Linked DNA regions of Mus musculus: region 1 is linked to region 2. A link is a contact called in public Hi-C data. All regions are on one chromosome and are shown on one strand. Each heading gives the region's core, a stretch centred on a gene start, on an enhancer-like site or on the middle of the called end of the contact. The rest is flanking DNA. Distances are from core to core; before and after follow the strand shown. Region 1 has its middle 88 kb from the start of Gm24696. Region 2 overlaps Gm38563 (a long non-coding RNA gene).

Region 1 (5,713 bases), core at 708-3,207, 280 kb before region 2:
ACTATTATTGCTTTCACTTAAACATGTACAGAGTATTTTATCTTTGTCACATACTGTTTAAATACCAAGGGCACTCAGCATTTCCAAGGTAAAGATTTCCCTTACTTTTTCTCCACATACCTTTTCCTACTTTGCTATGTATATACCTAGTTAGTATGTGAACATCTCTTTACTCCTTACTTTTTTCAGATAGGGAATAAGGAATTGAACAATTTATTAAAAATAGGAGCTGAACTGAGTTGAGCATAGCAAAACAGAGAGTAGCCTCTTGTACCTCTCTTTCAATGACAGACTTATTAAATTCTCTCTCTCTCTCTCTCTCTCTCTCTCTCTCTCTCTCTCTCTCTGTGTGTGTGTGTGTGTGTGTGTGTGTGTGTGTGTGTGTGTGTGTTTTATGAAGGCACGTGTATATGCATGTGCCTGCCTGTGGAGACTAGAGGTCAAAAACAGGTATATGTCTTCTTCTCTTCTTCTGTTTAAGTCTTCACTTTATTTTCTGAGATACTACCTCCCACTGAATCTATTTTGCTTAGACTGGTTGGCCAGTAAGCCCTTAGAATTCTCTTGTCTCCATCTCTCACAAGCCCCATAGCCAGTTTAGAGAGGCATGCTTCTGTGACCAGCTTCCTGTAAGTGCAGGATACCCAAGCTCACGTCCTCATGCTTGTATACCAAGCACATTATCCTCAGAACCATTTCCCTAGCTCCTTGCTGACTTTTGGTTTTTGACAGTAGAGGTTTCACATTCTAAAACCTGATGTAATATTATGCATTCAATCCCTAAATTTAGTCTTTTGGCTACTATGCTGCATCAAGTATTCTTATTTCATCTCCCAACTAAAGATTCTTAAAACAGTATTCACTTTGCCCCTAACTTAGGCCTATCATATTGACAGGGGAGCTCTCTTGGACATTAGTTATAACAGCAAACCCTATAGAAGCTAGGTAGAGTATTAGTGGAATGTAGCGTGATGGATAGGAAGGTACCACAGAAACCAGTTGTTTTATATCCCCTTTTCATAAGTGCAAAAATCAGAAGCTCAGAGAAAAAGTGTTTGTCTAATTATAATAGCTATCTTCTCACCATGAGCCACAATTAGAAAACTGTTTTCTGAACTACTAGTATGTACAAAGACACTAAGAGGAACAATGGCATAGCTTAAGAAACACACAGACACACAGACACTGACACACAGACACACAGACACACACACACCCAGACACACACACACGCACACACACACCCAGACACACACACACACACCTGCTGACTCTGTTATTACAGGTATCTAGAGAAAAGAAAGGATTTGAATCACAGGTACAACTTATAACAATGACATCTTTAACGACCCAGAATTAGTGACATCTTCAGACAATTGTGTCTGTCTTGATGACAGTGACTAAAGATAATAAAATGCATTTGCTTGGCTGAGAATGAGTAAGGAAAGAAATGAGCCATATATATTGCTACAGCTGAGGGTTTGGATTCTTCTTTTCCAGACTGGCACTGTAATCTCAGGAACTGACTACAAGAGTATGGTAGGATAACAGTTAATGCTACTCCAGATCTCTGAGCAAATGAACCATACCCAAAAGAGTTTTCTTTCATTTTCCACCTCTCCTACTTCTGTCTACATCTGAAAGCTAGACAAAGCTCTTCGCTACGAGGCAGAGGATAAAAACTGATTGCTAAAATGAGCTGTTCTTAAATTGAACCAAAATGTACCAGCAACCAATTTTAAAGATAATGATGTGAATTTTATTTAATCCTCACTATTTGGGCTAGTTTCGGTTTCCCAAGCACCGACTGCTCAATAAATGGACAATATAAATAAACAATGCATCTATTTCACAAGACACCTGTGATTAACAGGGAACATTATCTTAACCTCTTTGTAGCCTTTTCTCTGTCAACTCATAAACTTCTTATTTGCTCTGTGACTCAGCATACCTGTGACAATAACTATATAGCAATTCATTGATATCAACAGGATGTTTGGTTTGGGTTAGCCATGAATAAATACTGATACCACTAATCCAAAAAATCACCAGTATGATAAAAATAAATATTCTGACCTTGCGGTGAGTGAGTAATTGGACATGAATTACATTTGTCTTTCTGATAATGATGCAAAGCAGAATGGCAGAGCAAAGGGACATCCTGTATTTATGTGCTCCTACTACAATGGGTAATTAAGTGGAGTTGAATAGTTTAAGGTCATACTGTGGTCCTTGCCCTTGCTTTGTGCAGTTGAAGTGGGGGTGGTAAACACCAATGCCCTCCAATAGCAAGGGCCAGGAGCACAGTGCTAGTTGTTACTCTGGGCTATGCTATGCCTAGTTTAGCTGCCTGTCTTGAGCTCAAGTGAGATGAATTATGGGCATGTCATAAATAGTAAGAGACTTGTAATATATAAGTTAATATTATTGCTTCTCTATAAATAATTTATGTTTTTAGCCCCATTTCAAGTCAATGGCTCTTAACCCTTATGAACAGTGGTGAATTACATTACAATAAATGCTAGAAGATCTCTTTTCAGAGGAGGAATACAGCCCTAAACATATTTATGTGCATACATTCAATGCTGTTTTTATGAAATTCCAGAAGGTTCTTAGAACTTAAGCAAACAGATTTTTAGGGCTGCATGAGATCTAGATCACAATTTATTGATTCAAGGTGTTTTGGTGTAAATAAATAAACAAACAAATAAATAAATGGCTTTTTGTACTGTCCAACAGAGAAACTAGGGCATAGATAGATGTCTTTTTCTAATCATATCTTCAGTAGTCGTACAGGTCTATAATCCCAACACTCAGGAGGCCAAGATACATAGTAGACGATATCCTTGAAATGCAAGAGTGTCAGGCCACCCAGGCAAGGCTACACACCATAATACTCTTTAATAAGCATTTCCAAGTCCCATTGAAACTTGAAAACTGAGGCAGAGAAGTGTTAAATAACTTGTTCAAGATCAGAACTGGCTTTCAGAACACAAGACTTCTGTTGAATCACAGGGCCTCACTACTGAAAGGAATCTTGTTTTGCTGAGTTCTCTGTGGTGGTCAACTCAAAAGTTTGATCCTGCACCTTTGCCTCATTGCAGTCACTAAGCAGATTCAGTGGGTTTAGAAACCAGTACAGGAAGTCAGGAGGTAAGTAATGGAGGGTATTGGAAGGAGTAGGGAGTGGCTCTCGTCAAAGCACATGCCATCCTGGTATTAAATTCTCAAACAATATGAGAATACATTATGTGCACATATGAACACTTTCAAAGAATAAATAATGAAATATAGTGAGCAAAAGACCAGGTGTTTTGTTGTAACATATATCTTAATTTCAGCAGCTGAGAGTCGGAAGCAAGTAGATGCTGTGGTCCAGGACAGCCTGCGCTATCCACTCTGTCTCAGACCAAAGACCAACAAGTCATCATTGCTTTCATTGTCTCTTAGAAGTAATAATCTTGCCTATGATCACACAGTTGTTCTCCGTTAAGATAGATCTGACCCCTTATGATCCCTTCTCAGCTATTTCTTCACCACATCCCTCTACCACCTTCATGTTTATTCATGTAGCACTTGCTTATCTCGTTCCCTTCACTAGACCTCCAATTCCACAAAGGCAGAGACTTGATCCCTAACCCATCCCTTCTCTGATATAATGCTTGGTATGTGGCCAGTCTCCATAAATATTGGACAGGTGGAAAAGAGTCTCACCCAGGTGCAGTTAGCATCCTTAAGTATTATCTCCCAGTCAGTCCATCGGTATTGCAGCAGATTGCACGTAGAGCGCTCAGAATTCTCGGAGGTAATCCAACAGGCATGCCACTCTTGAAATAAGAAACTATCAACTTGAAAAGAAATTATTTTAGCTGGAAGGAAAGTAGACACTGTAATTAAAGAAAAAGGTTATTGTTATCACACTAGATTCTTGGGAGAATTATGGAATAAGAAAATCTGTCACTTTTTTCATAGCTAATTAAGTACTAAGGTCTTGGTACTAGCATGTACTTCACCTCACTTAACTAAGCTGTCCCTCAACAGTAAGTGTGTACTTTCTTCTTCATTCTATTGGAAAAGGAACTGAGGCTTAGAGGTGCTCACTCTCCTCGCTTGAGTTTCCTTACTGAACAGGTAATGGACGTGTGAATAGGCTATCTGGATTGGTGGTTATTATTTATTATAGTTAAGGAGCCAATTTTAGTGGCTTGTGACCTCAGCTCTTTCAGAAAATAGATGAGAATACTCCTCATTTATAGTGATATTCAAGTTGCTTGAGAAGAATGGCAGGCTTTGTTTGCTCCAGGTTGTCTTCAAATGTCTAAGACAGCTCCTTTTTCAAGTAAGTCAGTCCAGTAAACATTTACCAAGGAGTTAAGCTAGTTATCTTTCTTTTGATGGGAAATATATCAAAGAAAATCAGCTTGCAAAGAGGAATAGTGTTGTTTAGTTCACAGTCTCAGATCATTCTGTCCATGGTCATTTGGTTTGGCTGTTTGGAATGGTGGTCACAGTGTGGCTTGAAGGAAAGCTGCTTGCTTGGTTTTTACTACAAAGTAAAAAACGGAGGGAGAAGGGATGTGAACACAATATCTCTCTTGAGGACTGCCTCTCGTTGGCTGTGTACACTGTCCATCAAGCAGTTGGGAGATCTTTGAGACCTAAACTGTTCTGAGGACTGATGTACCCCAAGGAAGTAAGAGTGAAATGTGTGTTCTCTGAACAGTGTTAGAATGATGTTGGTAGAGAAGCAATATTGCAGAGATTATTCTGAGCCCCACGTGATTAGGAATATAGGAGAGAAAAGGACAGCTGAGAAAAATCCAAAGACCGTGGGTAAGAACTAGAGGATGCATGTATTGGAAACTAGATTAGAAGACGGGGAAGTGGGTTACCCTCTCAGTTGGCAGAAGGAGGAAGCAGTGAAGATTTTGAAAGGCATGCTGTGAAGTCCTGGGGTATCTTTCAGCAGGGGTTAACACTAGTAGACTTGTGATAACATAGTTTCAGTCAGAGCCAAGTCTGTGGCAGTGGCAGGGGAAAAGAGAAGGAGATGGCATTTAAAATGGGCATTAAGAGTCCTATTTACCTCTCAGATCCATAAGATACACAGGATTAGTTCCATTTTACAGATGAGATGGAGGTTTATAGAGGACATCAACTTTTCTAGGTCTTATACTTAATCAGGAACATAGCCGCAAGTTGTGCCTAATCTGTCTGATCCTATATCTTGGAAGAATAAAAATAACACACTTGGCTGAAGTAATAAATTAGCTAAATGCAGTATTGCAACTGAAAGATACTAAGTAAACTTAATCCATACTAACTTATTACTAGACTTCTTTGGCTAGTAAGTTGTTGGAAATCTGAATTTGACTGTCTACACCACAGACCCTATTGGTCCCTATTCCCCACAAAGCTCCTGGCTTCTTTACATATTCCCGTAAACTGCCTGTCTCTGACCAGGTAACTTAACAAAGAGCCACAGGATGGGAAGTCTTAAGTAAGCAAAGCTCATTAAAACTTATGTTTACCCAATAAAATGTTATCAGTCAAAGGTTTGAAATAAAAGTGAGGGGAAAAAAAAAAGCAGAAAGAAGGTTAAGCTGAAAGTGACATTTAGGAGCTTCTGTAAGCAGAGAAACAGGAAGTCAGAGGACTCACATTCCATCCAGATGAGAGGAGCACAGGAAGTGGGAACAGACAGTGGGAAAGA
Region 2 (5,702 bases), core at 2,909-5,408:
AACCCCTGACATTAATGACCCTGCCTATTTGGCATCTATAAGCTTCCATGCTCTGTTACAAAGTGGAGATACTAGTATATGGTCACAAGATTACTGAAAGAGTTAATGTAGATCATGTAAATACTTACTTAACACTAACCATCATTTTTATACCAAGAGAAAGAAAGAGATGACTATTAAATATGAACAAAAATCACAGTCTGGAGTAATTCCTAAATGGAATGGAATCCTAGCACCTGGAAAGGATAGTACAAGGAATAAAATATGGTATTGGAAAAGGACTCCAAGCCCTTACACAAGTGAATCTTAAAAATAAATTCTATCATGTAATTGGACTGGAAAGGCTCTTGTGAAAGCCAAAAAACTTGGGCTCTAAAGTGACTCATAACCTACTCTTGGTGTTCTTCAGCCAACTTTATATAAATCCTCATAGTTCAAAGACATACAGAAGTGCTCATTTTAACTGGTAATTTGGAGGTCACTTAAGACTAAAGGTCATGGACTAGTTGGCCCGTGGTTCCCAGGATAGCTAGGCAGCTCACCAATAATTGGTGGTCCCTTGCAGGCATAATCACTGTTTTGTCCAATGGTATCCATTGACACGGCTTGGAGTGGCTAATGGCAAGGCACATTCTACTCGTTGTCAAGTGTGGAAAAGGAAACCAATGTTTTGGAGTACTTTTTTGACTTCAAGTGTTCTATTACAAAATGTCCATATCCATTAGATCTCCAAACTTTATTGAAGTAAATGTTCCCACCCTTTAGGCTGTGGGAAAGCAATGGTTAATGACTCTTAGGGATTTTGTGAGTCACAAATCTAGATAGGTGACCTTTGAGCCAAGACCAGTGCCAGCTCTTCCATATCACTCAGTCCTGATAGATTCTAGTTAATCAAAAGCTCATAGCCCAGGAACAAGAGCCATTGAAAAATGCCTGTAATCATACTTTGCTATAGCTTTATCTAGAAGAAGTAATTATAAAAGTAAGGGAAGGGGAAGCCCCATTCACTTCATACTTCCCTCTTGGGAGAGGTCTTTTGAGTTAAATTCCATTTCCATGGTTCTGTAGGTGGTTTCACAATGAGATAGACATGCCTGTTCAACAGAGGAAGTAGTTGGCCCCTTGTCTCTGGGAGAAACAAGAAAGGATGCCATGTTATTCAGAACTAGGGCTTGCTGTAATCTCTGGGCATCGATCCCCTATGCTCTACCCCCTTTTCCTCCAAAGCACTGGGGGTGGGGGTGGGAAGAGTATGCAACCTCATCTAGATTTTGGTGGGGTGTTGGAGATCCTAATTAGGGTTCTCAGCTTGAGCAGTCTCAGAACTCATTGAGCCATTACCTTGGTCCACTTAAGATTCTGTGTCACATTCTCAGAAGTTTTGATTCATGACAGCAAAGTTCATCTCCAATCCAGGAAAAAAAATAATTATGCAGGTGCGCTTTAGAGAATTTAGTAGTATCTGCCTGACTGGGATGCAAGAAAAAGCTGTAGAAGCCAGGAAGATGTGCTTGGAGGAATTAGTAGGGGAAAGTTCAGAAGAGGATTTGATTCCATGATAAGAGGTTGTGAAAAAAAAAAAAACTGGATGTTTATGGATTCCTGTTAGCCTCGTAGTGATACAGTGCATACATTATAATAATCACTGTTGCAGAAAGACTATATTAAGTTGGTTCAATAGATTTAGAATAGCTAGGAGAACAGTTTTTCTCTTTATACCACCCACGCCCCATCAATAGACACACAAACATATAGATTATAGATAGATAGATAGATAGATAGATAGATAGATAGATAGATAGATGATAGAGATGGATAGATAGAAAGACACATAAATATACAGATGATAATTAATTAGATAGATATAGATTGAGATATAGAGAGATGTCTTCTTTCGTTATCTGTGTGTATATATGTGCACGTGTATGGGCATGACTGTGTGTTTGTGTGTCCATGTTGATTCAAATAAAGATATAAGGAGGCTTGAACTGAAACCAGTAAAAAAAAATATACATTCTTGTGATGTTTTAATAAAATTATCCTCATAGGCCCTCCGGGAGTGGTACTTTTTGAAGTAGGTGTGACCTTGTTGGAGGAAGTATTGTCACTCTAAATGGGCTTTGAGGTTTCAGATGCTCAAGCCAGGCCCAGGGTCACCCTCTCTTCCTGTTGCCAGCTTATCTGGATATAGAACTGTCATCACCATGTCTTCCTGACTGTCACTGTCTTAGTTAGGGTTTCTATTCCTGCACAAACATCATGACCAAGAAGCAAGTTGGGGAGGAAAGGGTTTATTCGGCTTACACTTCCATACTGCTGTTCATCACCAAGGAAGTCAGGACTGGAACTCAAGCAGGTCAGGAAGCAGGAGCTGATGCAGAGGCCATGGACAGATGTTCTTTACTGGCTTGCCCAGCCTGCTCTCTTATAGAACCAAGACTACCAGCCCAGAGATGGTCCCACCCACAAGGGGCCTTTCCCCCTTGATCACTAATTGAGAAAATGCCTTAGTGTTGAATCTCATGGAGGCATTTCCTCAACTGAAGCTCCTTTCTCTGTGATACTCCAGCTGTGTCAAGTTGACACAAAACTAGCCAGTACAGTCACCATGCTTCCTGACATACTGATAATGAGCTAAATCTCTTAACTGGGAGCTATCTTTAATAAAATGGTTCCTTATAAGAGTTGCCATGATCAGGTGCAGGGTACAATCATACCAGGCTCCTGTCAGCAAGAGCTTCTTGGCATCAGCAATAGTGTTGGGGTTTGGTGTCTGCAGATGAGATGGATCCTTAGGTTGGGTGGTCTCTGGGTAGCCTTTCCTTCCTTCAGTCTCTGCTCTACTCTTTGTCCCTGCCTTTCCTTTAGACAGAAACAATTCTGGGGTAAATTTTTTGAGATGGGTGAGCTCGATACATCAACTGGGGGTTCTGCCTATTGATTCCCCAGCATAGTTGGACACTAGAGTGGTGAGGCGTGTGTGGGAGAGTGGGTGTTCGAGCACCCTCATAAGGGCAAAGGGGAGGGAGAATGGGATGGAGTGGGTTGGCAGGGTACTGGGAAGGGGGATATCATTTGAAATGTAAACAAATCAAGTGATTAATAAAAGAAAGAAGAAAAAGAGTTGCCCTGGTCAAGGAGTTTCTTCACAGCAATAGAAAGCCTAAGAGAATTTTCAAGTAAAAATAGTTTGGGGACATTCAATACAGACTTCATTCAAGTCAGGGTACACAGAAGCCACAAGAATACTGTTTAGAATCTTGGAGACCTGGAGCAAGAGAATGGCTTCCTGTATGGATAAAGTAGGCTTACTATTGATGATTCCTTCAGTGTATAGTAAGCCTCAAATCAAGGAAAGCATGGAACACATCCCTTAACCCCAGGCTTTCCTTCTCTCTGTTTTCACAGCCGAAGCACAGCAACTAGGGAACTGATGATGCCAAGCCTGCCAAGCAATAGCACTGGATGGAGAAGGATGGCAAGTGGCTCTAGAATGGCAATGAAAAATGCAGTACCCAGGAAATGAGCATAAAAACATTCAGAAATCAATGAACTGAATAGGTTTTTGTGAATTAGAGTCCATATGAGAACATATATATAGAGAGCAAGAAAGAGAGGAAAAGATTATGAACCTGGGACTTCTAGCTGAAGTCATGAGGATCGTTGTGGTACACTTGATTTAGGAGTGGTAAACATGGGAAACTAGATTCTTAAGGAGGTGTTCATGACTCAGAAGTATGTTGATATAAGATACATGTTGATTAAAGAGCACCCCAGTGCAAATGCCAGCTGGGCAGGTGAGTGAAACAAACCATATCTCAAGGACACGTGTAGGCTCCAGAAATGCATTTGAGAGTTGTCAGCACATGCATGGTGCCTAATGAGATGATAATGGCTACTAACTAGAGGGAGTGTGTAAGAAAAATCAAGAAGACAGCCTACCTCCTGCTTCTTCGATCAGTTGAGAAGTAGCTATTACGGAAATTCGAGGAAGAAGAAAACAGAAGGAACCCTTAGGCATGCAGGATGTCAGAAAGTCCTAAGGAAAGAACATTATTGAAGGAAGGGGTGGAACAATCATGAAGAATGCACAGCTGAAGCTGTGACTCTTCAGTAAGTGGGAAAGGGAGGAGGCCTGGTTAGAATGAGCTGTCCACCAACAAAAGTGATAACGAGTTACTGTGTTCCCTCTCTCACTAAATAAAAGAAAGTTAATGCTGACACGTTATGTCAGCAGTTCGCAACCTCTGTGTCATGACACCTTTGCAGGCAAAGGATCCTTACACGGGGGTGACCTAAGACCATCACATACATTTACATTACATTACAATTCGTAGCAATAGGAAAATTACAGTTTTAAAATAGCAACAAAATAACTTTATGGTTGGGGGTCACCACCACCCGAGGAACTGTATTAATGGGTTGCTACATTAGAAAGGCTGAGAACTACTAATTTAAGTTAAACTCATGTCTACAGATATGAATGCAGGTCTTGGATTCCACGGGCCATGTCTTTTCCTCATTGCTGAGTAATTTTCCAGTTCTGTGATTCATACTGCACGGAGTGTAGTTATACAGTAACTTTCCAGTGGGCCTCTCACCCCAGGGATTTGCCATGTCTGACCTTCTCTTAGGCAAAAGATGAAGAAAATTTCTCATCCTAAGGAGGGAAAGAAAAAAAAAAAAGAACATAACCTAAATGGCAAGATATTAATCTTGAGACCATTTACAGGGAGGTGTTAAGTGGCCCCGTTGGCATTAACAGCAGTAAGCTTCGAATATCACTTGTACAGCAAGCTGCTTAGCTCTGCAGATAGCAAGTCACAGCAGGCCTTCTTGGGTTGCAAATATAGTCACTCTGTTTGCCAATTAACTCTTTCCCACATTGTGTTTTATATAACCAGCCAGGAAGCTTTTGCTTCGACAGCAGAATCTGCTGGCAAATGGTACTGTCCTGGGAATTGAAGTGATGCGACAGTAGCCACGGCAGTGGTCAAAGGGGACAGGAGAAATCATGGAGAAACAGTCATTAGTGAGCCAGAGCCTCCTGAGGCTTGCTTTTCTCTGGAATAAGTGTCCATATCCTCTCAGCTTCCAATCAGGCAGGGTAATGGACAAGACATTGCTCCTTTATCTTGAGAAAATGTAGCATGTCCAAGTTATTATAAACAAGCTACAAGGAGATTCTGTGATTTCCCAACTACACTGTCTGCTGTCCTTTTGTGCATCTTGCTGTTTTTTAAAACAGATTTCAGGAGGAGCAGGTGGCTGGATCTGTGTCCTGACCCCTTAGTATGTGACACGAAGGCTCCATGACTTCCTGCTTCTTGTCCCTTCAGCCGAACTTGGCAGGACTGACCAGCCCTCCTCATAAACGACTGAGTCTGTCTCTTCCATTCTTCCCTCATTATGATTTCTCACTCTTCTGGGAAGGTCCCTCCCCCTTTCTTCAACTAAACATGTTGATGGGCTTCTCCAGACCTCTTAACTTGTTAGTTTAATTCTTCACTTAGAAGATGCTGTGTAAGTTATCATCACAAGCAAGTTAGCTGTTTCTTGAGGAGATGGGGTCTAACCAGAAGAAACATATCACCAGGGTGATAAGTCACCAGAACGGGTACACTTTTGGTTCTGATCCTTGCCTTCCCCATCTCTTTGACTCTCTCTCTGTGTCTATCTCTATCTCTCTCCATCTGATTCCA

Evidence for each region. Hi-C and Micro-C count contacts between places; a contact is called where the count stands out from the background.
Region 1: a contact with region 2 is called in a Hi-C map of pancreatic cancer cells. The contact joins two enhancer-like sites. A contact is called at or near these places in 1 of 15 datasets of contacts at CTCF or cohesin (CD8 T cells), 3 of 484 Hi-C or Micro-C datasets (embryonic fibroblasts, epidermal suprabasal cells and pancreatic cancer cells), 4 of 115 datasets of contacts at active chromatin or transcription factors (CD8 T cells, Th2 cells, a colorectal cancer cell line and 1 more) and 2 of 9 other capture datasets (embryonic stem cells and embryonic tail).

What each region holds. Positions count from the first base shown.
Region 1 is chr15:61,442,790-61,448,502 of GRCm38.p6, reverse strand. No RefSeq gene overlaps it. Among named protein-coding and RNA genes, the nearest start is that of Gm24696, 88 kb to the right of the region's middle. Within about 2 kb of position 1,957, at least 22 of the 459 cell types and tissues checked have an H3K27ac peak or open chromatin away from gene starts, as enhancers often do. A contact at or near this core is called in pancreatic cancer cells, where this site is marked.
Region 2 is chr15:61,164,392-61,170,093 of GRCm38.p6, reverse strand. It overlaps Gm38563 (a long non-coding RNA gene), which reads right to left. Exons shown (of 3, transcript XR_875374.2): 3 at 3,131-4,660. Among named protein-coding and RNA genes, the nearest start is that of Gm38563, 10 kb to the right of the region's middle. Within about 2 kb of position 4,158, at least 18 of the 459 cell types and tissues checked have an H3K27ac peak or open chromatin away from gene starts, as enhancers often do. A contact at or near this core is called in pancreatic cancer cells, where this site is marked.